Regions from separate parts of the Mus musculus genome. Here regions 2, 3, 4, 5, 6 and 7 are each linked to region 1. The links are chromatin contacts, called in public ChIA-PET, Hi-C, HiChIP or PLAC-seq, capture Hi-C and promoter capture Hi-C maps. All regions are on one chromosome and are shown on one strand. Each heading gives the region's core, a stretch centred on a gene start, on an enhancer-like site or on the middle of the called end of the contact. The rest is flanking DNA. Distances are from core to core; before and after follow the strand shown.

Region 1 (4,171 bases), core at 750-3,249:
CCACAGCAGTCATTGACATTCATGAAGGCTCACACCGGGGCCCTGTCCCAGGGGCAGGAACCCTGTCACTTTGTCCCCACCAAGGTTACACCAGGCTCAGCAAGGGACTAAGAAGGGTCCTGGGTAAAGCAACATTTATGGAAGCTATAAATCAAATGGGACTCTCAAATTCTGAAGAGTATCCACAAGAAGCATCAATAGGCATAATTCTAGTTTGTTATGTCTGTCTGTGTGCAGTGCCTACAGAATCCAGGTGTTGAGACTGGAGTTACAGGTGGTGGGGAGCCACCTCATATGGGTACTAAGGACCAGACTGGGATCTTCTTCAAGACTAGTAAGTGTTCTTAACTGCTGAGCCCCTTTGGGACGGGGTTTCATGTAGCCTAGGCTAACCTCAAACTTGCTGTGTAACCACAGATGGCCTTGAATTCTTGATTTTCCTGCCTCTGTCTCCACAGTGCTTGGATTACTGCCATTGCCTAGTTAATTTGGAATCTAGAGTTTCATACAAACTAGGCAAATTTCAGTTTTAAATTGTATTTAGCTATTACTGATAACGCCCAGTGCTTTCTGCTTCCTGGACACTTGGACATTTTCAGGCGCTCCTATCCCTGAGGCACCTTTTCAGCCAGACTTTTTACATTTTTACTTTATTGGTGTTTTGGCTGTATATATATCTGTGTGAAGGAGCCAACAGACAGTTGTGAGCTACTCTGTATGGTACCATGTGAACTACCATATACTGGGAATTGAATCAGGGTCCTCTGGAAGAACAGCCAGTGTTCTTAATCACTGAGCCATCCCTCCAGCCCCTTCATTTAGTTTTTAAAGAAGTTAGAATATGTGTGGACACATATGTCATAGAGCACATGTAGCGGTGAAGCTTGTGGGAGTTGGTTCTCTCCTTTCGCTATGTGTGCCAGGGATCTAGCTCAGGTGGTCAGGCTCCATGGCCAGTGCCCTTTTAAACTGACACATCTCTTGGGCCCCTCTAGATTATTAATGAAGTATACTACATACAAGATGATTAAAACAGGTAACGGGGACCCGTCAGATATCCCAGAAAGGTCATTTGCAGCCAGGCCTGACCACTTAAATTCAGTCTCCTGGTCCTCTGTGGTGGGAGAAAATGGATTCGTTTAAGTTGCCCTCTGACCTCACAGAAGCAATCATGGCGCACACACCTGTCCCCACAAACGTACGCTGTGCGCTTTGGGATTTATTTATAAATCTTGAATATCTTGACAGAATTTTCTAAACGTTTAGCACACGGTAATGGTGCCCGTTTTGTTGCAGGAACGCTGTAGCCCACTTTCACGTCCTCTAAGAGGGTCATCCCAGTGTTATAGTCACGGCCAGAAACCATATTTCATGATTTACGTACGTGTGCTGTGCACACTCTTACAGTCTCTCCCTTTCTGCTCCTGTTTAAGAGGATGGCGTTCTCTCTTTTCTTTCCTTCCTTTTTTATTTTCTTTTTTGCAGTGCTGAGGTTCGAACCCAGTCCCTCAAGCATGTCGCCAGGCAAGTGGCAGCTTTTGCCTTTTTTGCACAAATGGCTGCAGGACGCACATATGTCCAGACAGCTACCAACTGACCGCAAAGAGCAGCCCCGCCCCGCCCCACTCCTGATCCCCAGCAGCTAAGGTTGACAGTCTGCGGCGAGGGACAGCAGAGCGGCGCTGTCACTCTCCCTGTCATCTGAGCGGCGCGACCTTGGATCGGGCTGGGCCGCTCAGCCGGTGACCTTGGGCGGGCCCCTGCTCTCTGCCCAGCGGCGCCCGGGACCGTGGGGTCGCGGGTGGTGCCCACGCGCCGCGCCTCACCCGGCTTCCGCCATCCCCAGCCCTACGCTGTCTGCGTAGCAGCCGCGCCAGCTTCCGCGGCCTTCAGTGCAGACGCTCTCCCGCGCCGGGCGCGATTCCGGAACGCCGTCCGCGCTGCGCACGCGCGGCCGTCCGGCGAGCCCGCGTGCCTTACGCAGCTGACGCAGCGCGTCCAAAATGGCGGCGCGGTCGTCGTCGGGGGCGGCGGCGGTAGAGGGGGCGGTGGCGGTGGCGACGGCGGCCGTGACGGCGGCGCAGGGCCTGGGCCGGGGGCAATGAGGCTGTCCCGCCGCGGAGCCGTGTAGCGGACACACAGACCCTCCTCCCCGCCCTCTCGATCGAGCCTGGGGCGCGCGCGCGCGCGGCCGCCCGCCTGCAGCAGGCTCCCCTTCCCTGGACTCCGAGGCCCCGCACGGCACCCCCCACCCGGGCCCGGAGGATGATGAAGCTCAAGTCGAACCAGACCCGCACCTACGACGGCGACGGCTACAAGAAGCGGGCCGCGTGCCTGTGCTTCCGCAGCGAGAGCGAGGAGGAGGTGAGGCGCCCTGCCGGGGGTCGGCGGCGCCCGACGGGGTTTCCTGGGGAGAAGGGGGGGTGGGGAGCGGAGTGGAGAGGGCCCGGGGCAGCGGGATGCCATCCCGCGGCGGGCCGTCGGGGGTTGGCCGCCGTTCGCCCGGGGCAGTGGCTAGGCAGCTCGGCGCTCGGCACACGTGCATGGGGCGCAGGCCGGCCTTTGTGGCGGAGCGGAGGGCCGCTCCCTCCCTCCCTCCCTCCCCGCAGGGTTGCTGCTGGCCGAGGGGAGGTGGCTGCGGGCGAGCACTGGCAGCGACAAGCCGGGGCCAGCCGTTCGATTCTAACGTTGAGCTGCTGAGTCCGTATGGTTGGAGCCTGAAAAGAAAGGGCACTGGACACGGTTGTCGTCGAGGTTGTTATTCATATTGACCGGAACACTTCACGACCATCAAAAGCTGTATTTATGAAGATCTCTGTCCCGACGTTTCTCTGCTGTGCCCAATAGGATGAGTCGTAGGGTAAGCTAGGATAATAGAACGTTTTAGAGTCTTGTTCCTTTTTCCTTAAGGAACTTAAAAAAAAATTTTTTTTTCGGCTTCACAAAGCCGTTTCTGTGGTGATGAAGCGAGATTCATGAAAGGCGCGTGGTTTGTAAATCCACAAAGAATAGCTGCTTTGGAAATTCATAAAATGCCTGTGGGGACACATTGCTGTCGTGTGTGTGCATGGTGGTAAGATGGCAGTTCGCTTGAAAACAATGAAGGGCAGTGAAACTGAGTATGTTTTATCCCGGCCCTCGGCGGTGGGCTGGGGTGGCAAGCCTGCAGTACGGTGCATCGTGTTGAAATGGGCGACAGGAACTTGACCCGTTAGTTATGAAAGGCTCTGATGAAAGGGAGGATGGACTACCAGGAATCACTGTCCGGTAGATACTCAGGAGGAGGAAGAGGAGGAGGAGGAGGGGGAATTTAAATGAAATGACGGCCTGAAGAAAATCCGTGAAAGCATTCTTTGTGCTGTTGAGGGATTGCAAAACAGGAGTTTTGGAAATGTATACTTTGTTACTTTCCTTCATTACCAAAGGTCCCCGAAAGACGCGCTTTGTAAGTAAGCAAGGTCAAGTTTTAAATGATGCGCTGGCTTTGGAATACGTGAGGTAAAACTGTCTATGGTGAAGGCTGTTCTAGAAGCTTTGTTTTCTTCATTATCATATGGGAAGTCAGATGGGATCTGGGCTGTTAGCGGGAGGAAAAGGAATTAGCATAATGACATGCCTCACTGCAGTGCTGTGGTTAGGTCTGGCCAAGTTTAAAGTAGAAGGCTGTGTAATTTAGTCATGAACACTGCAAAACCCTTTGTTTTAAGAAGATCATCCTAGAGGTGAAAATGTGAATATTTTGGATAAATACTAGAAACTCAAGATCCTTAACAAAGGAACAACCGATTTTCTAATTTTGGTTAGAAGTTTTACAATGGACTGGCGGCAGTTTGGCCACCTATTGCCTTGTGTAGGTCAGACCAGGGGTAGGACTGACTTGTTTTGTTTTTTTAGGAGCTTAAGATTTTCAGCTGTTAGAAGGAGGATTAAAGCGTCTGCTCCGTGGTGGGGTTGCCTTTACTGAACTTCTCTTTGCATATTGGTTAATGAGCAGGACAGTTGTGCGACTCTTGAATGATAGGTTCAGTGGCTGCTCAGAGTTTGGTAAGAACAAGAATGTTAGCGGACCTGGCTGGCTTTGGACTTGTTCTGTTCAGCGCAACAAGCAGGCTTTAACTGAAGTGCCCACTAAGGCGCAGCATCTGTTAGATGGGATTTACAGATGCACACC
Region 2 (4,171 bases), core at 618-3,117, 610 kb before region 1:
TGTGCCTGGAAGCAGACAGCCCAAGTTCCTTTGCAAGGCCTCACTGGTGCAATCCCTCGACCTGCCCAGGCAGATACCAAGGCAATACCCCAGACCACACCTGGGCAAAGGGAAGAAACGTCAGCTGCCTCTCCCAGCCTCAGTAAATACAGATGCCCAGGAAACGGAAGGAAAAAGGGCACCGAGGAACCATGCCCAGTGACCAACACAAGAGGCACATTCCGTCAGTGAAAGACAGGAGGTAAACTCAGTCGCTGGACCAAGACCCCAAGATTAAGGGAACAGATGCCCAACAGCCCCAGGGCTAGCAGGCCCACAATCCATTGAAAAACTAAAACGGGAATGTATTCTGGGGCTGGTGAAGTGGCTCAGGACGTAAAGGTGGTTGTCATCATACCTTAATGACCCGAGTCTATTTCCAGGAACCACAATATCGAATGAGAGAGCCACCTCCCAACTCCAGTAAGCTGTGCTCTGACCTACACCCCACCCCACATCCACACCCCACAGAAATAAATAAATGTAACTTGTAAGCAAACATTCTAGAGCCAGTACAGGGAGGAAAAACCAAGTTTAAAACCAAGGGCAGGGCTGGTGAGATGGCTCAGTGGGTAAGAGGTACCCGACTGCTCTTCCAAAGGTCCGGAGTTCAAATCCCAGCAACCACATGGTGGCTCACAACCATCCGTAACGAGATCTGACACCCTCTTCTGGTGTGTCTGAAGACAGCTACAGTGTACTTACATATAATAAATAAATCTTTAAAAAAAAAAAAAAAAAAAACCAAGGGCATAGCTTCTGCTCTTAGCTGTATGGAAAAGGGCAGTGCGTGGAAGGCACCGTATCATGGTTTAAATACATTCCATAATATCCCAAATGAGTCCTGTTTCCTGAAAGGGTGAAAAGAGTTATATGAAGCCTCTGGCTACCCCTGGCACACACCCAACTCAGAGCCGTCTCCCCCAAGGGTTCCTGGAAGTCAACAGACTCATAAAGGGGAAGTATTATAAAGCTGAGATTACGAGGGCCTACCAACTGGCCATCCCTCCCAATACAACACCCAGTGAAACCTGTGACCCGAACAAATCTGGTCAAGCTGGCGCTCAACACCCCACTCCCAGCTCAACTGAAGGTGAAACGGAAGCCTATCGTGCACCTCTGGGTTCTCCTCAAGCAGAGGCATAAAAAAAAAAAAAAAAAAAACTAGAAGCGAGGCAGTCGGGTGACAGGAGGTGAAAAGGACAGGAGATGAGAGCTGAGCCTAAGTGGGGCCTCTGCCGGTAGCCAGGATAGAAGGGGCTCGGATAAACCGGACTGGCTCACAACATCCTAAAGAAGATGGGGAGGGATAGGGCAACCCGAAAACGGGTCAGAGAGGAGGAGAGCACTGACCGACAGGGCAAGGATGGAAGGCTATCGAGGGAGGCAGGAAGGATCTCCAAGGAGGGCCTGGGTAGCGGGACAGCAAGGGAGGCGCTCAGAAAGGGGGTCAGAAGGGAGGTGACATGGGGTTCTTTGGAATTGAGAGGAGATGAAGCCACGGGGCTTTAGAGGGATCAGGGTGGGTGGGAGGAGGGAGGGAGGCCGGCTCCGAGCAACCACAGGGGTCCCTGCGGTGGAGACCCCAGCGGTGGCTCCTCAGCGCGCAAGCCGAGCATAGACGAGCCGCAGAGGCGCGGAAAGCGGCTCTCGGAGCCCCTGACCCCACCATCCACCTCAGCCCGGGCCGCGCTGGCCTCTCCCGATCCGCACGGACCTGTCCCGGCCGCCTCTCGCGCCGCTGCCGCCGTCCCGCAGGCTCCGCAGAATCCCCCAGCTCCTGCCAAAACTTTTCCCATTAATCCCCAGGTCCGCCGCGGCCTGCGGCGTCACACGCTCCCAGCCCCGGCGCCGCCCCCAGCCCCGTGATGTCACCGCGCCGCTGGCTCCCTCCCCCACAACTAAGCACTCGCCCCCGCCCCCTTCCGCCATAGCAGTAGCCAATCGCCGCGCCGCCTGGAGCCACTCCTTTGACAGCCATCGCTCCGCCCACTGCACAGCTGCCCTGGCGCGTCTGCAGCGCCCTCTGCAGTCAGACGTGGGAGCAGCAGCTGAGGAAAGCGCTGGGGAGAAGTTAGGGCTGGTCAAAGCAAGCCTCACGAAACGATATTTAAAGCTTTAAAGCGCGGAAAGAAGGTGGAGGTCATCTAATACAACCTCCTCACTCTTCCTGAGAAGAAACTAGGCATAGACTTGTGTGGTTTGAAGCAAGAAGCAAAGCTAAGGGCGGTGGGGGAAGGAATAGAGGCAAACTGTAATTTTCAGAGGCGCTTGGGAGAGGCATATGGTGGGAGACTTGGGAATGAAAATACAGACGCATACGTTTTACAAAATATCTATTTTTATATGTCAGAGTGTTTTGTCTGCATGTCTGTCTCTGCACCATGTGCGTTCAGTGCCTGCAGAGTCTGGAAGAAGGCGTTGGATCCCCTGGAAGTGGAGTTACAATGGAGAACTTCCATGTAGATGCTGGGAAGCGAGCCTCTTCAAGAGTAGCAAGCGCGATCTTCACCACTGAAGCATCTCTTCAGCACCCCCAATTTTTTAACTGGTGGCTAGTTCAATGGCTCAACGGGTCATCGCTTTGTCTCCAAGCCTGAAGACTTGAGTTCAGTCCCTGGGACTGCCTCCTGAAGGTTATCTTCCAATCTCTACACACCGCATGTGCACTTTCATATACACCCACACAAGAAAAAAGAAAGATCTGGAAGGCATGATGGCACTCTAACTCCAGCACTCAGGAGGTAGAGGACCCGTTTGAGGTCATTTTTAGCAATGGAGAAAGTTTTGGGCCAGCCTGTGCTTATAGGCCTTGTGAAGCCAAATAGAAAACAAATTTTAAAAGAACTTTTCTCCCACTTGAGATTTCTGTCGCTGGATGTCAGGGACCAGACAAGACAAGAACTCTGTACCTGGGCTTGCCTGTCACCCCAACTCATCATATACCACAGAGAGTATGTAGCCAGAAGGCAATCTGTCACTGGCTGGTTTCATCATCCTAGAATGAACAAAACTTGGCTGGCAGGAAAGTCAGCAGGCACCTCCCTCCTCCACACCGCCATTAAAGGTCACCTCTGCCCGGTCTGGCACTCCTTACAGTGCATCCTTAGCTCGCTGGATTGGAGAACCCCACACCACTTTTTTTCTGCTTTGTTTTCGAGTGTGTGTGTCTGTGTGTGTGTGTGTGCGCGTGCGCACGTGCGCGTGTGCACTTGGAGGACAGAGAAGGGTACTGTGTGTCTTCCAAGGATAGGTTTCCACGGTTTTCCTTTGAGGCCTGGTCTCCTGATGCATGCACGAGCGGTTCTGGTTTGGTGGGATAGGCTGTCAGCCATCAAGCCTGGGCTATCCTGGTTCTGCAATTACAGGAATTCACAGGACCACACCCTGCTTTTCCCTGTGTGTCGGGATCTGAACGCTGGCTGCTCTGCGTGAACAGCAGAGGCGCTTAACTTTCCTGCTCTCTCCCTAGCTCCCTTCTATTGCTTTTGAAATGAATTTGTATTAAGTTTTTAGATATCACTTCCCTTGTCCTCCAAGACTGTAGTAAAAAATGGCCTGGGGAAGTCAGAGATTTCTGCCATTTTGTGTCTGGCAGAGCTCTGGTGGAGGGTCTCGAGCTGGTCTTGAACTCCTGACCTTCCTGCCTGCACTTCCCACATGCTGGAATCCTCTAGACCCAGTTTATGTGGCTCTGAGTATGGAACAAGGGCTTCATGCTAAGCAAGAACTCTACTCCTCTGCTAGATTCTTAATGTTGGTTTTGAGAATTTCACACTTGCCCATTTTGTATTTTGACCATAGTCATGCTCACTCCTTCCCCTAACTCCTCCCAGGTCCAAATCCAGACCCACCACCCCATCAGCTGCCATCATCAGCACTGCAGAAACACAGCAGACCAGGCAAGCCTGGGCAGCCTCCACTCCTAGTGTGGGGCGGGACCTGCTTCCCTTAGTTATCCCATAGCACATGGAGTTCGGACTTCACCTCCTACCCCTCAGCTCTGTGCCCTCACGCTAGCGCTAGCAGGAGTTTCGTGACACTTTAAATGTCACAAACTTCCTTGAAAGTGCATCGGGTGCACTTGCAAGGCTGTGACCTTTGCGATGAGATAGCAAGCAAACTCCAGGAA
Region 3 (4,171 bases), core at 825-3,324, 580 kb before region 1:
CTGTCCCCATCAGAGGCCACCAAGGCTGTGAACCATATTCTTAAAACCAGCTAAGCCCGAGCCCTCACCCCCTACATCCACAGGAGACTGGGTGTACCCTGCTAGCCTATCTCTGTCCTCTGCTTCTTCCTCCACCTTCTGACCACTTCTCCATTCCTCCTCTCTGACTCTCCCCACCTCCAGCAATGTCATTACTTCCCTCCCGGCCCAGCATCCACCACATTGGCCCAGGTTGGGGGGGGGGGACCCTTCCCTCACATGCAAGGGTCCTGACATTTCTGCCTCTCATTCACATGGCCCCAAAACTCTCAGTGTTAGTTTGAGAGTGGACAGGTTTCCTGTGAGGCAGATGTGAGTGACATTTACTGTTTCTGGCCAGAGATGTCACTACAAGAGGGCTCGATTCGAGCAGGGAGGAGCACAGTTTAAGGGTATATGCGCTCAGAGGTTCTTCCCCAGAAATTCCCAACCTGTGGGCATTGGGGAGTGGGAGTGGGGCAGGAAGGGGCTGGTCAGAAGCTAACGGGGGGGGGGGCTCTAATTGGGAGGCCTTTCTAACTGATGACACCAAGGGCTGCACACTATGCACACAAGGCACACAGAGAGCCTGGAGAGGGGTCAGAAGTCACAGAGATGGAACATAGTATCTTGGGAGCAAGAAGCCATGTGGTGGAGTACTAAAGAGACAGGGTTTGGGGGAAGGTGTGTGTGTGGGGGGGGGGGGCACAGTTTCTACAGGATTGGTGTCTGGATGACCTGTTTTTCTTTCTGGGCAGAACTCAACTCGGTGACGAGAGCTGGGCAGACATGGGAAGGGCTAACCTTGCCTCTCTAGGGAACCAGAGGTGGTACTGGACTCTCTTTCCTGGGGCAGTAGAACCTTAGTCATTAGATGCTCAGAAAGCCAGCTCAGCTGGGTAGATGGAGCTGGCTAGAGCTTCTAAGTTCATAGGACCCAGCTTCAGCAATGTCGGAGTTGAGACAGAGGTGGGCCATGCCTGTTCTGTGCCATCTGCCTCCCAGGGTTCCTATCATGGTTGTGAACAGTGGAAATTGTAAATACCCAGATCTTGAGGGGCGAGTGGGAGGCAGACACAGCCTCCTGTGGTGCTCCAGGTAAAGTATTTACAGAGAGTGACTGGATCCCTAGCAGGGTTGAGGCTACTCTGACACTTGGCCCAACACTCCCTGGCTCCAGCAGCCTAGACTTCTGCTGGTTTCTCCTACATTCTCCCCTGGGAAGAAGACACCTACCCAGGAAGGAGAGAGCTCCTTCCGCTCCTTGGAACTGTCCAGGCCTAATGGTTTTAAGATGATGGGGGTGAGTAGAGTGTGTGTGTGTGTGTGTGTGTGTGTGTGTGTGGTCACGGAAGAGGTTTTCTCAGACCCGGCTTCCCCGACACCCTCAGCCCGAGGTCTTATAAGATAAATCTCCCAACCTGTTCTGTTCCTGCGCTGATAGGTGGCCCACATTACCGCTTGCTTCAAGTCGCCAGCTTGCTTTGCAAATGGAGGAGGCTCTCAGAGCCAAGGGCAAGCACTAACTGTTTTTCTTCAAAGCCATGAGGAAGCCACAGGGAGGAGCAGGGTACGTGCCCAAGCATGACGCTGGGGAACCCACAAGGAGCCCGGGAAGGGGCCTGGCTACTCAATCTCGGAACCTCGTGATGCCACCTCTACTGTCTGTCCAGTCAGGGTACTTGGTTCTAGACAGTGGCTTCTGGTGGCATGAGCCCTCTGGGGAGCATCCACTGAGCTACGCTGCCTTTGTGGCCCCGTCAGCGCTCCACCCGGGGCCAGGGCTGCTGGATGGCAAGGTGTCTGCCAGTAGCAAAGGCTTCCGTGGCTGACTCTCTGGGGTGGGAGCTGGCACGTTGAGTCAGCCTCCCCTGAGCCCCAAGGATGCCACTCACCTTGAGTTGGGACTTGGAGACCTTGCCGCTCTTCTCCACGTCCAGTGCAGTGAAGGCGTACCAGATAGACTTGAGCAGCTCCTTGCGCAGGGCCATGGCTGAGGCGCCCGCCCCGGCCCAGGGGCGGCTCTGACACCAAGATCCGGTTTCAGGAAATGCAAACGGCTGCAGACCGCAGAGAGGCCCTGGTGCAGAGCGGAGCGAGAGCTCCACCTGCCTGTTCCCTCTTGCTTCCAGGGCCTAGCCAGCTGCTCTCGCCACGCTCTGCTTCCAGGGCTGACCCTCCCAGAGCTGGAGCCCTCCTTTGGGCCCTGGCTCCCTCAGCACAGATAGTCACTTTAGAAGCCTGCTTGCCTCAGGATCTTCCCAGGCTCCCAGTGGTAGCTCTAGAGAGAGGAAGCAGGCCCTTCCAGACTTGGAGGGACACAGGATCAGGAGTCAAGCTTACCAAGTGGAAGCGATTGGATGAGTTAGCCCCAACAGTCTACTCTTAGTACGTTCCTACCTCACAGAGCTGTGTGGGTGCCTGAGACTGGACAGAAAGAAAACTGTAGGCCCTGTAGGCCCGGGACAGGATATTTCTTTAGAGCCACCCAGCAGAAGCTCAGTGCAGAGTTCTACCCAAGCAAAAGCAACCCAGCGGAGGAAGGACAGAGCCAGCTGCTTCTCCGCTTCTCCACGACAGGGTGCCTTGGCAGTTTGGTTTGCTGTTTCCCCCTCCCCGGGCCTTGGCTCTAAAAGAAACTTCAGAATACTGCCCACTTTGTACTTGATGGCTTTCAAGACACCAGAGCCTGTATTTAGGCACACAGGGTGACCTTGACAGTGGGGCTCACGTCAGAAATCCAGTCAGGGGCAGGGCAGGCCATGGGCAGAGCCCTCTTCAGCAGCCTCCACTTCTTCAGATGCAATGCCCACACAGATCATGGTGGCCATTAAATTTCAATGAAGTCAGTGGAAGCTAATTCTGGAGTTGTGCTCCACCCATCCACCTACTCACTCACAGGGGCATATACCCAGCCCCTCCACTTGCTCCTCACTTGGAGTTCTAAAACCTTGGGATGAGTTTGAGACCACCTAGGCTATGAAGAACAGTTCTGTCTCAAAAACAAACTATAAAAAAGCCCAGAAGGGGGGAGGGAGGAAGGGAGGGGAGAGAGAGAGAGGAAGAGAGAGAGAGAGAGGAAGAAGGAGGAGGAGGAGGAAGAGGAGGAAGAAGAAGAGGAGGAGAGGGGGAAGAGGAAGAGAGGAGGAGGAAGAGGAGGAGGAAGAAGAGGAGGAGGAGAGGAAGAGGAGGAGGAGGAGAGAAAAGATCCCAGCTGAGCAACAGCAAATGAGGGCTTCCTTAGGTGTCCCAGGAGAGGATAATCTTATGCACTTGGTCCCTGATTTCCTGGCTCTGTCAGCAGGAAGGGGCTGGGGGCTCATGAGAGCATCATACAGAGAGATGACGAGGAGGGAGGGAGAGGCTCCCACAGTTCCCACAGTGTTCCTACACAGCTGTGGGTAGCATTATAGCTGCTCTTCATGAGGTGCCAGAACCTGTCCAGCTGTGGCTGCTCTGGCCTTCTGACGTTCTTTTTGGGGGTTCTTTAGCGGGGTCCCCCTGTGTCTTTGGGGTCTCACGGCATGAACTTAGACATCCTGCCCCCTAACTGGGTTACAGAGCCGGGATGTTAGCACTGGGAAGAAGTCACTGGAACCCTGGTGAGGTTGTATGTAGTGATGGTGGCAGGGAAGGAAGGGTCCAGGCTCTGTTCAATGATGGCAAGGCAGAAGACCCAGAATTCTGGCAGCCCGGGCATTACCCCAGATTCAGCCACAGCCCAGGAAGAAGCACAGCCACTCGGGTCCTGTTTGGCGTAGGTGTGGGCAAAAGCCTACCAGCGGGTCCCAGAGCTCACCTCTCTTAGGGCCTCTTCCTGCCTGGACCCATGGAGAGCCACCTGCTGCATGGGTGGGCGCTGAGGCCACGCAGGGCTAGGAAAGCAGGCTGGAGCTTGGCCAGCCCTGCCACCAGGGACCAGCACTGAAATGATGGAGGAGCCCAGGTGGAAACTTGCAACTTTTATTAAATACTCATCCGCCCGTTTGCCACCACCACCCAGAGCAGGAAAAAAAATTATCAAAATAGGATTAAAAACCCAAACCACAAAACAAATGAAACCCAGTCCCCAGCAGTCTGGGTACAGGCCACTCGCTTGCCTCTCTGCCACAGACAAGCGAAGAGGCACCTTCACTCCAGCCACAGGCCCCTG
Region 4 (4,171 bases), core at 1,187-3,686, 570 kb after region 1:
GGGAGGCTCCAGGAAGCACACCTGAACTTTTGGTGTGTGAGAAAATGAGGTGAACAAAGATGAGGTCGAGGCCTGCACGCTGGGACCAGGCTGGGAAAGCACCTGCCAGTTTTCGAGGGGGAGTGGGGTTGGTACATAGGAAGGGGTAGCCTGGGGTCAAGGGCTCTCAGATGTCCCTGAGATCTGCCCTGAGGTCCAGGTGGACTAAAAATAGCAGCTCCTGAGGCAGGAAGGACCAAGAGGAAGAAAGTGTCCTGAGAACAGGGAGCTGGAGACGTGGATCGGTGCTTTAGAGCATCGGCCTCTCTAGCACAGGACCTGGGTTCATCCCCAACACCCACAAGGTGGCTCACACCCTTCTATAACTGCAGTCTCGGGAGAGCCAATGCACTCTCTGGCCTCTAAAGCCACGCAGCACCAACATGGTACACAGACATACATGCCTGCAAAACACATATACATGAGAGAGAGAGAGAGAGAGAGAGAAAGCGCCAGCAGAGGGATTCCCAGACAATGGAGGCTGCCTGGGGACAGGAAAAGGGACCTTAGATCCTTGGCTCTGTCAATCCTCAAGGTGATTAAATAGCATCTACCCTGTGTTCAGCCCTGAGCCAGACACATCAACAAAATGTGACTACTTCTGAGAATCTGCAGAGTTGGGGGGAGTCTGGGCTCCCACCTTTGGCTTTGCCACTCCCTCCCCAACACACACCCCATCCCAAGACAGCATGTTTAGTGCTGACTGCGCAGTTCCCCTGTAGCTCCCCAAGAAGGGCCCTGCCTGGCAGGGCTCTGAGCCAGGCCTGCAAAGATGCTGGCCCAGACGAGGCTCCACGCCTCAACTCTGGGCAACTTCAGAAGAGAAATCTGATGGGGAGATGTGTGTGTAGAAATTTCCATCTGACCCGGGAGGTGTGTAGGAGAGCCTGGAGGATGCTTGGAGAAGAGAGGGATGCTGGAACTCCCATCTCAGCCTCCTCAGGCAGAGAGGCCCTGGAGGTTTCTCCTCCCTACAGCACATTGAATTTCAACCACCAAGAGGAGAGAGCAAGGGAGCCAGGAGCCTCCCACCTGCAGGGCTAACTTTGAAAGAATTCCTGACACACTTCCAAAGCCCCCAGAGAGGAGTCACCCTGCCAGCAGCTGGATGGTGCTGACAACGTGAGATACCAGAACATTAGCCACTACCACCCCACCTGCCCGAAAATGGGACAGAAAGACCAGATCCGGGCTTGTGCGCTTCCTCCATCCCTGCAGCAACGAGGTGCTCAGGGTCTATCCAAAAAGATACTGGGATTCTAACCTCTCCCAGCTACCGGCCTGGCACCAGCATGGGATGGAATCAATTCCCTGCTTATCCAGCCCAGACCCCGGGGGGTGACAGCCAGAATTAATTAATGTTTGTAAAGTGCTCTAGAGAACCTGGGACCAGGGACCCAGGGGCGCCAGAGTAGCTACACAGGAAATTGACAAGGAGGGGGTGGCGGTGAGAGGGGGGCCAGCTGGCCAAGACCTGGACTGCCTGGACAGGGAGGGTAAAGAAAACACTCTGAAGAGGAGATGGGGCACAAGGAGAGTGAAAAGATGCTACCTCTCCAAATAAATAAATTAAATGATTAATTAAATAATTAAATAAACCGATTCAAGATGGGGCTATAGAGGTGAGTGCCAGGCTTCAGGCTGAGCCAACCCTAGCACCCCACCCCGAATCCCAAACAAGAACACCCAGGCCCTCTCCAACTCAGGCCCCAGCCACCTGCATAACCCGAGGACCACTTGCAGAGGAAGTCCGAACCCCTCAGCCATGAGTTAAGAAAAAGAGTGTGCCAGAAGTGGCGGGCTTCGTGGGCGCTGACGCCTTCTAGAACTCCCCAGGGCACCCGACTACTACCTGAGCAAACAACGCACTTCCTTTCTCTAAGAGAGGGGTGCCAGCGTCCCTTCGCTTCTGGAGACTGGGCTGTCCAAGCAAGCCTCTATCAAGGGCTCAGGGGACTGAACATTGGCAAACAAGCAGCTGGTACCGTGGTCCCGATGCCCCTCTCTTTGCCCTAGGCTCACTCACCCCAAAGTGCTGATGAAGCCATTGACAGAGCCCTCGGCGTACAGGGACACAATGTCCCCGATGTGAAGAAAGCTGGACATTTCATTCATGGCTTCGGCCCTCCGGGGCTCGAGGCGACGAGGTCGCCCTGAAGCGAGCTGCCAGGCTCGGTGCAGAGGACTGAGGCGCGCTGGGCGGAGAGGGGCGCAGTGCCACCTCGCAGCCCGGCGACCCGGACGATCGGGACGGCAGGAGTAGGCTGACTGCCACCAGAGAGCGAGGAGGCGCGGCGCGACCCGGGTCCGGGTGAGGAGGTGCCTGCGTCTCTGCGCGCTCGCAGCCCTCCAGCCCGGCCGGGCCCGCGCGTACCTGCAGCCTGGAAGGAGCAGGAAGTCTGGGGCCGCCACACACATGCAAATCCCGCCTGGGAGGCGGGGAGGCCACACCCCACCCCGCCCCCGCCGCGGCTCCCACGTGCACCCGCGCCCCAGGCTCGGCCTCTTCTACACCGCGCGCGTGCACGCCTGCACCCCCTAAAGCGCCCAGCTTGCCACCGGACGACCCCCAGGCTCTAGGGCGTTCTCTAGACGGCTTGTCCACCAGCACCGCGCTGCACTTCGGGGCTCTCCACCCTCGGAGATCCCCAGCTCGCCTAGCCTGCGGCCCACGCGTGGCTGAGCACACCGGGAACTTGGCCACGGTCACCCTGCGGCAACCGCGCCCAGCTGAGAACCGTCTTGCGCCTGGATGCGCGCTCAAGCCCTTAGCGTTGCAAATCAGGATTCATTTCTCTCAACATGAAAAGTCTTTTCATTGCACAATAGAAAGTGCTTTGACTTGGAGGGGAAATGAAGCAATGGGGTGGGTTTGGGTTTTTTTTTGTTTTTTGTTTTTTAATTGTCCTTGTTGGGGTTTCTCTCTCTCACTCTCTTTCTCCCCACATTCCTGTGTACAAAGAGATCCAACTTCCGAATCAGTTCAGCCGCTCCCTCTCCAGGAGGAATTGGCTCCAGTTTCTCTTGGCTCCTTCTGTCTTTGCTTTAAAATAAATAAATAATACTGGGAGGGGGAGAGCATTACCTCCTCTAGTTAATAGTGCACCCCAGCGCCCACTGAAACAAGTTCTCGTAGCGGGCCCTTGCTCACAAAGTTCAGCCCTCAAACTCATCGCCAAGTTGACTACTTTCTGTTCTGCGCCACGGAGGCTGGGCGTTTGCTTCCTCCTAGAGCTTTGGTTTGAACTCCTGAGATAAGAATGCGCCACCACCACCCCCTTTGGTCACGTTTGCTCCCTCCCACCCAGCCCCCCTTATTTCCTGAGGGGCGGGGATGGGGGCGTTTGTCCCTGGGAGAAAAGGAGGAGGGGACTGGAGACAGAAGCAGGAAGAGACCCAGGAGGGGTGGAGACAGCCGCCAGCCGTGAGACAGCTGCTGACCTGCACCGAGAGTTCTTGAGTGCAGGGGATTTTTACCAAGACCCTTAGAACTGGTGGTAGTGGTTAGCCAAGCCTTTAATGGGGAAGTAGAGGCAGGAGGACTGGGAGTTAAAGGTCGCATAGTAAGTTCGAGGTTTACCTAGGGCACGTGAGAGTCTGCCTCAAATAAATGTAAGAATGGGCTGGAGAGATGGCTGAGTGGTTAAGAGCATTGCCTACACTTCCAGAGGATCCAAGTTCAATTCCCACCACCCACATGGCAACTCACAACTGTCTGTAACTCCAGTTCCAGGAGGTCTGATGGTCTCACACAGATATACATGCAGGTAAAACATCAATGCACATAAAATAAAAATTAATTAATTAATTTAAAAAATCAAAACAGGGGCTGGTGAGATGGCTCAGTGGGTAAGAGCACCCGACTGCTCTTCCAAAGGTCCGGAGTTCAAATCCCAGCAACCACATGGTGGCTCACAACCATCTGTAACAAGATCTGACGCCCTCTTCTGGAGTGTCTGAAGACAGCTACAGTGTACTTACATATAATAAATAAATAAATCTTTTAAAAAAAGGGCCTGAAGAGGTGGCTCAGCAGTTAAGAGCACTGGCTTCTCTTCCAGAGAGCAGGGATTTGATTCCCAGCACCCACGTGGCAGCTCACAAGCATCTGTAATTCCTCTGCAGGCACTGG
Region 5 (4,171 bases), core at 1,017-3,516, 550 kb before region 1:
CCCCTCCCCCATTTACTGCATTTTCTTGGTCTTATATTTTCCATCTTCACCGAGCCTAGAATAAAAATGCATGGGTCTAATCTTCAGGTCTTCACCTCCTTAACTGAAAGCTTCGCATCGAGTAAGTTAAACTAAATAAACTGCGATGCTTTTCGCCTGTTAATCTGCCCTTTGTTACAGGAGCCTCAGATAGGGGTTTTAAAGAAGGGTGTGGTGTCCTTTCCACATAAGGTGCAAGGGGTCTTGGGGGGATAAGAGGTCAAGGGTCATGAAGAGGGTGAGAAAAGTTACTTAGTCATGGGACAAGGAGAAGAAGCCCTTGAGGGTGATTAGATGGGCGAAGGTTGAATTTAAGAATTCCTGGAAAGCAAGGAGCAAGGGCCTGAGGAGAATTTGGAAAACCAGGAAGTCAGGATATGAGAGACAACCGAGTGGGTGGGTTTTCTAGCATGGTCAGTTCAAATGTATCAATTCCAGATTCCTTTATTTAAAGCAACTCTCAGGAAAAGGCAGGGAGGGAGTGGTGACAGAAAGAGCTAATAGGTCTGGCCTGTGAGAGGTCTAGTTAATCTATATAAATAAAGTTTGCCATACAGTAGTTTCTGGGGCAGGGGGATCATTACTAAGGGGCTGTGAAAAAGGTCCAAGTGAGAGGTAAGGCACTCATCAGAGATGGGGACAGGGATTCCAAGATGGCAGCAGTAGTGACTGGCGTGGGCCATATGCTTGGTGTCTGTGGCATCTCCAGCACCCAGTAGTTAGACCTTCACTAAAAACAACTGTTCTACCATAAAGGTAAAGGTTTCCTGTGAGGCAGAAGGGTCCTGAATGTTCTGCACCTGTTACCTCAGGCTTTAAATGCTTTGCCAAAAGTTCCCCAGCTGAAGGGCCAAGCTCATGATGTCAACTCAGTGGGAAGCTCTGTGCTGCACGGCTTTACAAACTGATAGAGTCCAATTGAGGGGGCAGAGTGTAGACAATCACAGGAATGAAGAAATACTGTTCGGTAAAGCCAGTAGACCCAGGTTGGGAGTGGGGGTGGGAGGGTGAGGTTACAAGGACTACATTTCTGAGGCAGCGTAGAAAAAAGTTCGCTATTTTTGTCTTGACTAAGAATTGCAGAATTTTAATAGAAAGAAACATTGGGGAATCACCAAACTCAATCTCATCACAGTTCTGATCAGAAACTCAAGTCCACCGTAAGGAAAGGACCTCCACCAAGGTTTCCAAAGCTCAACATGATAGAATTTGAACTTGAACCACACACTCAATCTAGAATCCTTTCCTGCCTCAAATGATACTTCATTTCCATTTACTCTTGATCACCACAACGGTGGCATGGCAGTGGGCATAAGTTATGTATGTGCTGATTGACACTGGAGGCTGGGGGCGGGGGGGGGGGTTAAAGAGGGATGTCAGGAGGGTGAGATGATCATGGTGTTACGGGGCGAAGATCACGAGTTATGTGGATGAGTGGGTGGGAAACAGCCCGAGTCTGGTTTGCAGAAGCCAGGAGAGGACTAAGGGGTGCCCACAGAGGGTAGTCTAGGGGGTCACTAGGGACTACGGGCCTCTTGGAAGCCATGTAATGATTGTATCAGCACTGAGACTGGAGGGTCCAGAAGCAGGGCTGGGGTTAGCACTCAATGAATTGGGGGTCGCCTTGTGAGGTCTGGGGGTCAGGAGTGTGTGTATGGGGTCAAGGAGGAGGAGGAGGGCGGGGTTTGGGAGTCCTGGGGGAGGAGTCTCAGGGCGGGATGGAGGGGCAGGGACCCTGGGTGGGGGTGGGGCCAGGCCGCCGTCCAGGGAGGCCCAGCCGCCAGGCCAGGGACCGAGGAGGGTGGGCACGACGGGCTCCGGACCTTCCCGGGGCCCCGCGTTCGCCCAGCCTCCCGCCTCGGGGCACGGTGGACCCACTCTTCCCGCGGCCACCAACCTGACAGCCCCCGAGGGCGACTCCGCCGACAGACCACCATGCACCGGGCCCTGCCACCAGCGCCGGCCCCGCAACCCGCCTGCGCCATAGCCCGCCCGCGCGCGGCTTGCCTCGCGCGATATCCAGGTTCCAGGGCGGCCGCACTTCCCTCTCGCTCCCGGCGCGGCCTCCGCCGGGCCCCGGAACCCGGATGACCAGCGCGGGGCCACGCTCCAGCCCGCCCCCCTCCGCCGCGGCGGCCGGCCTGCTTATCCCGGTTCCCGGGCCCCGGAGCCCAGGCCGCCGAGTCTCCTCAGGCGAGCCTCGGAGCTCCGCCTCGCTCTTCTCTCCGCTGGCCGCCGGGTGACGCGGCCTCGCCAGCCCGGGCGCCCGGGGAGGGCGTGATGACGTCACGACGCCGGGTGGAAGCCGCGGTCGCCATAGCAACGGGGGAAAAAATCGAGCGGCGGTGGGCTGCTCGGGAGGAAGCCATTGCAGGTATCTCTAGGTGGTTCCTGCAGAGGACGGTGACCAGACGCCTGGAGGGGATGGGACTCCGAGGGACAGTCCTCCCAGCGCCCTGTGCAACGGCGCCCCAAGGGATGGCGTCCCGACAGTCATCTCTGCTGGATGGTCCTCCCCCTGGGACTTCACCCTAAGGGACGCTTCTCTCCCGCTCTGTCAGAAGGTGAACTGGGGCTCAGCACCCTGAGGGACTTAGGGACGGTCCTCCCTGTGGACAGTCTCCGTGAGAGATGGTCCTTCTGCATGGACTGCACCCCGAGGGACAATCCTTCCTGCACTTTGTGGGAAGATGCCCGAGGGGTGGGGGTGGGGGGACAGCATTATGAAGGATGGAGCCCTGACAGTCCTTCCTGCGGGACAATTCTCCCTGCAGTACTGGCTTTTCCCATATGCCCTGGGGAACGTGAGTGTTTATGAGGGATGGTGCACCCATCCTGTCCCCTGAGGAAGGGCCCTGACGTTCCCCTCTGCTCGACTCATCTTCCTGAGGGATGATTCTCTCTGAAGGAAGGTTCCCTGACAACACTTGCTTCCTTCTACTGCCTTCCCTGAGAAATGACACTCTGATGGTCGACCCCTGAGGGACAACGCCCCGAGAGTCTTCTCAGGTTCTTGGGCGTTCATTCATTCCTCCATCAGCTCCCCAAAACCAACAGGTCCCCTTGATAGGGTAGCAGTGTGAGGAACAAAACCAAGTGCCCCCTTTCTTCTCTGTTTTTCCATAGTTTTGTCCTTTTTTTGGACTCAAACTGTGGATCCCAAGGTGGCCTTGAACTTGTGATCCTCCTGCCTCATCTTTACACCTGACACCTAACTTTAAAAGTTCTTTTTATTATCTCTCTTCCAAGCAGGGAGGAATTGTGGTTCAGGATATTTTCAGAAATTGAGAGAAAATAAGCTTCCAATTAAAAATAAGAAGATGAAGGGGGAGGAGCCTTGGCACGGGCATGTTAACCCCGAGGTCCCAGTGTGGTACTGGAATTTCCACCTGGTGCCCTAGTATATACCCAGTTAGAGCCAGCTCTGCCATCCTAGCACGACACACATGGGATCTTTCCAGGGTTTTATAGCACGGATTATTGGTTAGAAATACAGCAAGAAAGCCAGACACGGTGGTGTACAACTGTAATCCCCTGCACTGGGGAGGTGAAACCAGGAGGGTCAAGAGTTCACCATCAGGGCTGGCAAGAGTTTGATCCTTGGAACCCATATGGTGGGAAAAGAGAACCTGTTTCCCCCAGTTGTCCTCTGAACTCCAAAGACACATGGTAGCATGCTTACACACACACACACACAGACAGTGCTTGCTTATATACACTCACAAATGCACACACATACTCAATGAAAAAGTTCAGGATCACTTTTAGTTTTCTGGTGAGTTGAAAATACTAGAATTCCGAGTGACCTGGATGTCTGCTCAGCGCCACCACCCTTTACCATATGGGCAGATAGCTCTTCCTTGCAGATGGTATTCGGTTCGTTTCCTCTCCATTACACAGAAACCATTTGTCTGAAGGAAGAGATAAAAGTTGTCATCCCACCACGTGGCCTTGGCTGGCCTGCATCTTAGTCTAGGTAGACCAGGCTGGCCTCAAACTCACACATCTGCCTGCCTCTCCCTCCCCAAGTGCTAGGATCAAAGGCGTGAGTCACTATACCCAGCCAAAGCAACGGTTCTAAAACATTCCAGGTCCGAAAGATTGGTGAGGAAGCTGTTGTGGAGTAGAATTT
Region 6 (4,171 bases), core at 818-3,317, 550 kb after region 1:
GAGCCTCGGGATGTGCCAGCCATCCAGACTAGCTAAGTCGATTACCTCCAGACTCAGTGAGACCCTGCCTCAGAAACCAAGGTGGAGAGCAGTTAAGGATGACACCCAGTATTGACCTGTGGGCTCCCCGAGTGCATGCACATACAGACACTTTAAAACGCTCAGCCTCACTAGACATCTGGAATACAGACCAAAGCACTGTGCTCGCAGCCACTGCACGAACACCAATGGCCTCCTAGCAAGGAGTGATGGAGATGGGCTATGCACAGAGGCCTCCGTGGCCAACGGAAAGCCAGCTGTCCACAAACCGCCCATAGTGGACACAACACAATATCACACTCTGCAAGAGTGTGCCCTCTACTGGTGAGGTGAAGAAACTACACAGGTACTGAGACAGCCCAGGCAAGCAGACATGTTGGTCACAACACACCTGTGATCTCAACACAAGGGAGGAAGAGGCTGGAAGCCTGCAAGGTCCGGGTCAGTGGGAGAGACCATGTCTCAAAACAAGAGTCCACAGAACTGATTCAAAACTCCTCATCCGTGCACGAGTCCGTGGGTGTAAAGGTGGTGTCGTCCACGAATGGGAACTGAGCTCAGCGCCCATCAAGAGGTAAGCCAGTGAATAGACTTGCAACGGACACTCTACAGTAATTAGGGTCCAGCCACAGGCAGCAGGGGTAATTCTCACAGGACAGCATGACAGGACAATGATTCTACACACAGGCTATCTCTGTAACACAGGTCAAAACCGCCCTCATGTTCCTGGCTCTGTCCCTAGGTCAGAATGGCAACAAGCAGTTTAAACCAGGACCCTGAATGACAGAACCAACTTCTCCTGTGTGTGTATGCACGCGCATGTGTGTCTGTATATGTCTATGTTTGTGTCTCTGTGTGTGTGCTTGTCTGCTTGTCTGCATGTGTGCATACTGGTGTGTGTATCTGCATGTATGTCTGTTTGTGTGTCTGTGTGTATATCTGTGTCTCTGTGTCTGAATGTGTGTCTGTACGCCTGTGTGTATCTGTGTGTGTCTGTGTATGTGTCTGTGTGTCTTGTGTTTGCCTGTGTGTTTATCTGTGTGTATCTGTGTGTGTGTGTGTGTGTGTGTGTATCTGTATGTTTGTGTGTTGTCTGTCTGTCTGTGTTTTCACCTGCACATGTGGCAGCCAGAAGCTAATTTCCGGTGTCTTCCTTGATCCCTCTCCTTTTTGGTTTTTGGTTGGGTTTGGTTTTTCAGACTCGGTCTCACTGTGCAGCTCTGGCTGGTCTAGAACTTGCTATGTAGACCAGGAAATCCGGAGCTCCGCCTACCTCTGCCTTCAGTGCTGGGATTAAAAGCGTGTAGAGCCCATGGTCCACTGATCTTAACTACCTGACCACCAGGATTACAGACATGAGTCACCTCACCTGGCTCCAAAGTATGTTTTTGTTTGTTTTTGTGACACAGCTCCCTGCAAACTAGGCAAGAGCTCTACCACAGAGCTCCTCCACCAGAGCTTGGGGAGCACTCTGGAAGAGCAGGGGTAAATGCTGGAGGAAGAGCACCCCTCTATGGAAGCAGAGGAAGGCAACCTCATGCTCCTCCTCTCACTGGTCTGAGCCATAAGATGACCTCAACCCACTGAGTCCAGGTGTCTGTGCCTGAAGGAGTGCGCTCTGAGCTTCCTGAACGTCCCCTAATGCAAGGCTGCCGAGCCCTCCCCCACCGGTGCCCCCTCCCTCACGGGAGGAAAAGGGGAATGGGCTAAGGAAGGGAGGTACCACGTGGATCAACACCCGTAGCACAGAGTGGGCACCAGGGGGCTGAGCTGGTAGACGGCACCTCTAGCACCAGCAGCCTGGGCATCCCTTGCCAAGACTGGAAAGAATTCCCTGGACAAGCTGAGGCTTGGGGTGATGCAAGCGGTGGCTGGAGCTGAAAGAACACACGAGGAGCCAAAGCAGACGGGGCTTTACCGGTCCCACTGAAGAACCTAGAAGTCAGCAGGGACCTGGGTGGGAGCTCAAAGGGCACAGTGAACAATGAGCTGTGGGCAACAAGAGTCCTCTGCGGTGACAGGTCTCACCCCAAGACGGGAGGGCAGAACACCCGGGGCTCCCTGAACAGTCTGATAACCACCTGACAACTTCTAAATGTCTGCCTCGACACCCCCCCACACACACACACACATCCCACAGCGGTGCTAAAACCACAAATGGCAGGCCTCAGGCAAGTGAGGTGTTTCAGTCTCAGGTTGGAGCCCTGAGTCTGGTCCTGAGTTCTAATGCCGAGACTTGCACCTGCCCTCTGGGAGCTGCGGAGAACAGACCCTGTCCAAGACCAGAATCCTTCGGGCTCAGCAGGACCAAGTGGAGCCTGGGTCCCTGCCATGCTCGGCTGTACAGGCCAAGCCAGGGACGCCAGGAGGATCTCAGGAGTCCCTGTTCCCAAGCCCTGGGAAGTGACAGAGATGGAGGTGTGGGAAAGAAACCAGGCAAGGGGGTGTTTGTTCTTCTAAGTGGCCTTCTTGTTGTCAAAAGCTGGCCCCAGATTGTCTGCTGGAAGCCAAGGGCGTATCTTCCCCTACCGCACCCACTTCTCTGTCACCTTCCTGTCACTCCATAGGCCGATGACGGTACACACCTCTGTGCACAGTCCTTCCCTGTGCTGGCAGCAGCCAGGGGCCCCAGGGGACCTTCATTTTTTTCTGCTCTCTCCCACATTCCTCTCTCTTTTCTTCTTCCTCCCTCCCTCCCTTCCTTTCCCCACTTGCCCAAAGAGCTAGGAGACTGAAATTGCCAATAAAACCAGAAACACAAAAAGCCAGACTAAAATCCTGTCCCTGCAGAGCCAATGTTCTAGTAAGGGACACAAATGACAAACCAGAACACCAGAGGCTGGGTAGCTCAGCGGGCGACAGAGCTTAACTTACAAGCCTGGCTGGAGTTCAATCCCCAGACCAGAAGAGAAAGATTCCCTGAAAGTCATCCCCAGACCTCCACACGTGCCCTGTGACCTGCAGTGACGCCCATACACGGTAAAAAAATGTCAGCACCGGGATGCATCAGAAGTTCAGAACCATCTCGGCTTCGCAGTTAAATCTGAACTCACCCAGCTAAAAGCCTGAGAGAAATGGGCTTTGAGAGAGAAGGAGAAGTGAGTTACACAGAACACAGAGCATGCTGGGCTCAACTGATGCAGAAAACTAAACAGAAGAGGAACAGAAGTCAGAGAAAGCCACACCAGAGCCAGGGACCTTGAGCCAGGAGGAAGCTGAGCATAGTGAGAGGTGGGGGCAAGCAGGGCAGAGGGGACAGACAGCAAGTGAGGGGGTGAGGGCTGGCTCGTCACTAAGTGGAGGAGGCTGGTGTAGCCGGAGGGAGAGTGGACAATGTAGAACCAGGTATGACTGTAGTCGGGGCAGAGGAAGGCTGGTGGGGGTAGGGGGGAGGGCTCAAGGCTCACTCCCACACAGCTGCTGAGGCACACTTCAACCCAGGACATCGACTTAGACAAAGCCCTGACACAGCAGTGCAGTGATAGACACATGCGTGGGGGAAGAACTGCCTCGGGGCCCTCTGCAGGCCAGGGTCTCCAGGAGCAAGCAGCCAAAGGATGGAGTCCACCCCTGGCCAGAAGAGCAACTGCTCTGCAGACCCGGTGGCGTCACACTGGCGTGTTCCTGCCTGCTCGCACCACGCCCAGGCACCAGCTGTCTGGCGCATGGCAGCCTCAGCCCTTTAGGTAATCCACTGCTTGGCCCAAGAACAACCAGGTGATCCCTGTGTCCAACCCTGCCACTGCCAGGGCTGTGTTGCCTTCTACCATGGAGGATAGGAGGCCCCTTGAGGGACAACACTTGACCAGGCCACAGAATGAAGCCATGCTTGGGCCCTGGGGTTTTACCCAGGAGGAGACACACACACACACACACACACACACACACACACACACACACACACACCGCCAGAGGCAGGTGGATATTCAGAGTTGGCGAACACCTTTAATCCCAGCACTCGGGAGGCAGAGGCAGGCGGATTTCTGAGTTCGAGGCCAGCCTGGTCTACAAAGTGAGCTCCAGGACAGCCAGGGCTAAAAGTCCAGTCCCTTCACCTCACACATGGGGAAACTGAGGCACAGGAAAGAGTTCTCCTTTGAGCCTCTGAGGCCTAAGCAATTGTCTTTCCCAG
Region 7 (4,171 bases), core at 900-3,399, 520 kb after region 1:
GATGCCAAACAGGCACAGAAAGCATGGGAGGGACACTGGACTCTGAGGGAAGGAGCGACCTGAACTCTAAGGAGTAGGGCCTACATGTAGTGCCTCCTTCCTCTCCCCCTCCTCCCCTCTTTCTTCTTCCCTCCTCCCCCTCCTCCTCTTCTCCCTCTCCCTCCCCCTCCCTCCTCCCCTCTCCCTACTTCCTCTCATTGCCTAGGCCTTGTGTCCTCCTCTCACAGGGGGCTGTGAGTGGTGTCACATACTGAGGGAGCTGGGGGAATTCTGGGGAACCAATGCAAGGTGGTGTCAAAAACCAGCACATTGTGGGCACTTGCTAAATACCAGCCCTGATCATCAGGCATCTCACAGGAAGCTGTCAAAGAGACATGATGCCACAGTGAAGACACCCAGTGAGTGAGCCTGTAGGCCACACCTGGTTCAGAATGGTGAGCAAAGGTCGTGCATAGCTGACCACTCTCAAGCATCGCCCACAGTGCAAGAAATGAGTCAGGCCAGGAGGGTGGCAAAGGCAGCAGAGACTAGATCCCTGCCCTGCCCCACCCCCACCCCCAATAAGAAAGGCCTAAGTGAGGCCCAACATCCCTGTCAAGCTGTGAGAGACTAGATCCCCGTATGCCCGGGGCTCCAAGCAGGCCCAAGGCTGTGGGCCCCTCTCACCTGCTTGAAAGTGTGCATGGCTTCCTGGCGCTGGCTGAAGTGTTTGAAGAGCAGCTGCAGCGCACCGGAGACAAGAGACGGGTAGTCGTGCATGGTCAGGTGCAGCAGCACTCGCAGGAACATGCGGCCACCTTCATCGTCCACCTCCAGCATGCTGCTGGTCTTCCTGCCAGCACGGGTGGGCACAAGCGAAAGCCGTGAATGAGGGAGGGCAACTGCACCCAGGGTCCCACTGTGCAGGGAACCACTGCCCCAGATAGTCCTCAGCCGCCAAGCCCCGATGCAGGACCCCTTCATGTGGGATGGGAAGACGCTTGTTCCACAGTGAGGGAACCACGGAGCCTGAGGGCTGTCACCAGTAAAAACCAGACGCATTCACAGCAGCTCCGGTTTGTTAGTGGAAATTGTGAAATGCCATTTACACTTGCCACTAGCTGGAGTCGGGGTGCTAATTACACCCACCCTGCAGCTGCCATCTAATGTGCTAATAAAGAGCCCCATTTGTAGCAGGTTACTTCCGATGTATTTTCTTCAGGGGTTTGATAGCTATTTCAATGCACGGTTTCCCTGTGAGTTTGTGGGCTTTGTCTTACAGGATTTATTCAGTACTTCTCTGTTCTGGTTTATTCTTGAGACAATATCTCATGTAGCCCAAATCGGCCTCGAACTCTCAATGCAGCAAATGACCAGGTACCCTTGAACTCTGACCTTTCTGCCTCCCTCCAGTGCTGGGAGTAGCAGGTGGCCTCTGAGGTTCTGGAGAATCGAACCCAGGACTCATGAATGCTAGATAAGCTGTCTGCTGCCAACTAACCTACATCCCCACTGACCTACACCCCCAGCCCTCCCCAATGTCAAAATTCACAATGGGGTTCTGAGGAGAGACCCCCTGGGTGTGCTAGACACCCAGGAAAGCTGGACACTCCATGGCAGAGAAGAATCTTCCCCTCGGGCACAGAGGGCTGGTGGGGGAGGGACACCATACTACCACCCTCCTCTTCCATGTCTCCTGCTGTGAGACAGGGAACAGTTGCCAGGTCAGCTGCCCCAGCTCTGCTGAGCACAGAGGCACAGCTGCCCTGCACAAAGGTGGGGCAGGAGGAGGAGCATCTGGATTTACTCTCTACTATGAGGGCTGGGCAAGACAGGAAGGGCCAGTGCATGCGCTTGGTGAGGGGCTTCCGGGCGACACAGTGGAGGGCACGGCCAGCCTTCAGCCTTAGGAAACTCAGGTTGTCCAAAGACAGGGTGTGAGCCTTATGTTGACAGCCTGCCCCCAAACCCGGCCTCACCCTACTCCAAACATGGCCTCTGCCTGCTCTCCGATGCGGTCCAGATTCATGGTGGCAGCTGTGGGGAAGCAAGAGTGACAGAGAGATGGGGTAGCCAGAGACTCAAGCAGAGGATGCCCCAGCAAGCCCTCACCTGCCCGGCCTTTGTGAGGACACAGAGCCTCCAGGCTGAGAGCAGGGCAGGGAGCTCAGAAGCTCAGGAAGCTAGGCCCTGGCCAGCTCCTGGTAGGATGTGAGTTTACCCCAGCCCTGGCTTCCCTATGGACCCCATTCCCTGTTGAGGAAGGGTCCCCGCCCTGCTCCTCATGGTGGTGACCAGGGAGACAACAGACATGCTTTTTGGGCGTGGAAAGGACAGGTTAGGGCAGTGGAGTGGTGGCAGTAGATGCTAGGGGTCAAGGCTTACTGGAGGAATCAAAGGCAGGTGCCGTGCCGTCCGCCCCGCTGTCCTGCATGGGAAACACCTCCACAAACTCCTTCTTGAAGACCGACAACAGGTAGGAGATGCGGTAGTCTAAGCGTACGTTCAGGATGAACTAGACAAACAGAGGTGATGTGAAGAACAGTCTCCATCAGGAGCCCTGCTGCTCCAAGATGGGTGAAGGAACCCTTAAATGGGCTCTAGCATCCAGCCACTCAGGATGCTCCAAGGCATTGGAACAAAACAGAACAGTCAGTCCTCTCCCCCCCCCCCCCCCCCCCGGCTCCTGGCCCAGTGATGGTGGCTGGTGCTCCTCTCAGCATAGGCAGTGAGCCCTGCATCTGTGGTTGCCCACCTCCCCCCAACACACCCAGGCTAGACAGTAACAGGAAACGCATAGACTTCCCAGGTCAGCAGGCCAACCTGTCTTTATAGCTACCCTGCCAACAGCCCTCTCCGGGAAGGAAAACTGAGGTGCCTAGAGCCAGAGTTTAGGGACGCCCATAACTAACCTTTATCTTCACAGGACAAAAGTCTCACCTCTGACTTCCCCGTGGTAACTCTGTCACCCTCATGCCCTCTGGACCAATCCCTCTTCAGGATTCCCCCTCCCCCACTAATCCCTCTCCAGGAAGCCGCATGTCTGTGTAGGGCTCTGGTCCCTCCCCCAAGGAGTGTCAGTGGTGCTGCTCCAAGAACCATGAAGGTTGAGCTAGAGAATCTGGCAAAGCCCTGTGACCTTGTGACACCTGTCTTGGGACCTCCCACCCACCTGTCCAACACCTTGCAGCATCTCCAGGATCTCCAGCTGTGACCCTGTGACCCTCCCCGACCCCATACCTCCCACCCACCTGCCCAGCACCTGCAGAATCTCCAGCTGTGACCCCCCCACCCCACCCCAGGACCTCCCACCCATCTGCCCAGCACCTGCAGGATCTCCAAGATCTTTAGCTCTGACCCTAAGATCACCCACCCTGGACCTCCCACCCACCTGCCCAGCACCTGCAGGATCTCAAGCTGTGACCCTGTGACCCCAGCCCTGGAACCTCCTACCCACCTGCCCAGCACCTGCAGGATCTCGAGCTGTGACCCTGTGACCCCAGCCCCAGGACCTCCTACCCACCTGCCCAGCATCTGCAGGATCTCCAAGATCTTCAGCTCTGACCCTAAGATCACCCACCCTGGACCTCCCACCCACCTGCCCAGCACCTGCAGGATCTCGAGCTGTGACCCTGTGACCCCAGCCCCAGGACCTCCTACCCACCTGCCCAGCACCTGCAGGATCTCGAGCTGTGACTCTGTGACCCCGACCCTGGAACCTCCCACCCAGCTGACCAGCACCTGCAGTATCCCAGGATCTCAGCTGTGACCCTGTGACCCCCACCCCCACCCCGGGACCTCCCACCCACCTGACCAGCACCTGCAGAATCTCCAGGATCTTCAGTTTGGTCTCCATCACCACAGTGTGCTCATTGTCCTCAAATTTGCTTCTGTCTAGCTGCTCAGGGACACCCACTCCAGCAGGCAGGCTGGAGGCACCAAATACAGACTGCTTGCGGCTCAGCACCATGGTGGACATCATGTGCCCCACCCCCTGGATGGACCTCCGCACATTCTTGCCTGTGGGTCACAGAAGTGGAGTCACTGAGAGATGCGCACCAGGGGTTCCCAATCTCTGACCTCTGTGAGGCTTGCTGAGAAGGAACAGGGCTAACTCAGGCAGCTTTGCGGGGTGGGAGGGTACAAGCTGGGGGTGGGGTGGGGGGGCGAGCTTTATGCCAAGACTGGGAAA

Evidence for each region. Promoter capture Hi-C pulls out the DNA fragments that hold promoters and counts their contacts. Hi-C and Micro-C count contacts between places; a contact is called where the count stands out from the background. ChIA-PET counts read pairs in DNA pulled down with a chosen protein or histone mark. HiChIP or PLAC-seq counts read pairs in DNA pulled down with a chosen protein or histone mark. Capture Hi-C pulls out chosen DNA fragments and counts their contacts.
Region 2: a promoter capture Hi-C map of fetal liver shows a contact between it and region 1, with 2.2 times the contacts expected there. The contact joins the promoter of Ppard here to the promoter of Nudt3 in region 1. A contact is called at or near these places in 3 of 39 promoter capture datasets (fetal liver, pre-B cells and stem cell-derived epiblast-like cells) and 3 of 115 datasets of contacts at active chromatin or transcription factors (large pre-B cells, memory CD8 T cells and pancreatic cancer cells).
Region 3: a contact with region 1 is called in an RNA polymerase II ChIA-PET map of memory CD8 T cells, with 15 read pairs. The contact joins the promoter of Def6 here to the promoter of Nudt3 in region 1. A contact is called at or near these places in 4 of 115 datasets of contacts at active chromatin or transcription factors (bone marrow-derived macrophages, embryonic stem cells, memory CD8 T cells and 1 more).
Region 4: a Hi-C map of B cells shows a contact between it and region 1, with 19 read pairs. The contact joins the promoter of Itpr3 here to the promoter of Nudt3 in region 1. A contact is called at or near these places in 4 of 39 promoter capture datasets (embryonic stem cells, hippocampal neurons and second pharyngeal arch cranial neural crest), 1 of 15 datasets of contacts at CTCF or cohesin (large pre-B cells), 5 of 484 Hi-C or Micro-C datasets (B cells, the G1E-ER4 cell line, LSK cells and 1 more), 15 of 115 datasets of contacts at active chromatin or transcription factors (the 230-238 cell line, T-cell acute lymphoblastic leukemia, bone marrow-derived macrophages and 11 more) and 4 of 9 other capture datasets (adipose tissue, liver, macrophages and 1 more).
Region 5: a contact with region 1 is called in an H3K4me3 HiChIP or PLAC-seq map of embryonic stem cells, with 8 read pairs. The contact joins the promoter of Zfp523 here to the promoter of Nudt3 in region 1. A contact is called at or near these places in 2 of 39 promoter capture datasets (the HPC-7 cell line and embryonic stem cells), 1 of 484 Hi-C or Micro-C datasets (CD4 T cells), 6 of 115 datasets of contacts at active chromatin or transcription factors (the 230-238 cell line, the SCID.adh cell line, embryonic hindbrain and 3 more) and 2 of 9 other capture datasets (embryonic stem cells and liver).
Region 6: a contact with region 1 is called in an RNA polymerase II ChIA-PET map of memory CD8 T cells, with 15 read pairs. The contact joins the enhancer-like site here to the promoter of Nudt3 in region 1. A contact is called at or near these places in 5 of 39 promoter capture datasets (the C10 cell line, the HPC-7 cell line, embryonic stem cells and 2 more), 1 of 15 datasets of contacts at CTCF or cohesin (the NIH/3T3 cell line), 1 of 484 Hi-C or Micro-C datasets (the G1E-ER4 cell line), 8 of 115 datasets of contacts at active chromatin or transcription factors (effector CD8 T cells, embryonic forebrain, embryonic hindbrain and 5 more) and 1 of 9 other capture datasets (adipose tissue).
Region 7: a contact with region 1 is called in a capture Hi-C map of embryonic stem cells, with 2.8 times the contacts expected there. The contact joins the promoter of Itpr3os here to the promoter of Nudt3 in region 1. A contact is called at or near these places in 2 of 39 promoter capture datasets (the C10 cell line and the HPC-7 cell line), 1 of 15 datasets of contacts at CTCF or cohesin (the NIH/3T3 cell line), 7 of 115 datasets of contacts at active chromatin or transcription factors (differentiating embryonic stem cells, embryonic forebrain, embryonic hindbrain and 4 more) and 2 of 9 other capture datasets (adipose tissue and embryonic stem cells).

Annotation. Positions count from the first base shown.
Region 1 is chr17:27,621,280-27,625,450 of GRCm38.p6, reverse strand. Nudt3 (nudix (nucleotide diphosphate linked moiety X)-type motif 3) reads left to right here and starts at 1,999. Exons shown (of 5, transcript NM_019837.2): 1 at 1,999-2,364. The coding sequence starts at 2,266.
Region 2 is chr17:28,230,450-28,234,620 of GRCm38.p6, reverse strand. Ppard (peroxisome proliferator activator receptor delta) reads right to left here and starts at 1,867. Exons shown (of 8, transcript NM_011145.3): 1 at 1,757-1,867.
Region 3 is chr17:28,205,681-28,209,851 of GRCm38.p6, reverse strand. It overlaps Def6 (differentially expressed in FDCP 6), which reads right to left and starts at 2,074. Exons shown (of 11, transcript NM_027185.3): 1 at 1,914-2,074. The coding sequence starts at 2,009. Zfp523 (zinc finger protein 523) reads right to left here. Exons shown (of 14, transcript NM_001357995.1): 14 at 3,966-4,171.
Region 4 is chr17:27,055,569-27,059,739 of GRCm38.p6, reverse strand. Itpr3 (inositol 1,4,5-triphosphate receptor 3) reads right to left here and starts at 2,436. Exons shown (of 58, transcript NM_080553.3): 1 at 2,066-2,436. The coding sequence starts at 2,154.
Region 5 is chr17:28,175,291-28,179,461 of GRCm38.p6, reverse strand. Zfp523 (zinc finger protein 523) reads right to left here and starts at 2,266. Exons shown (of 14, transcript NM_001357995.1): 1 at 1,937-2,266.
Region 6 is chr17:27,073,492-27,077,662 of GRCm38.p6, reverse strand. The region is part of intron 2 of Itpr3 (inositol 1,4,5-triphosphate receptor 3); the gene reads right to left. Among named protein-coding and RNA genes, the nearest start is that of Mir7677, 16 kb to the left of the region's middle. Within about 2 kb of position 2,067, at least 74 of the 459 cell types and tissues checked have an H3K27ac peak or open chromatin away from gene starts, as enhancers often do. A contact at or near this core is called in the G1E-ER4 cell line, the HPC-7 cell line, effector CD8 T cells and 2 more, where this site is marked.
Region 7 is chr17:27,099,428-27,103,598 of GRCm38.p6, reverse strand. It overlaps Itpr3os (inositol 1,4,5-triphosphate receptor 3, opposite strand), which reads left to right and starts at 2,149. Exons shown (of 2, transcript NR_168269.1): 1 at 2,149-2,455; 2 at 3,445-3,945. Itpr3 (inositol 1,4,5-triphosphate receptor 3) reads right to left here. Exons shown (of 58, transcript NM_080553.3): 22 at 3,800-3,999; 23 at 2,365-2,494; 24 at 1,959-2,016; 25 at 667-832.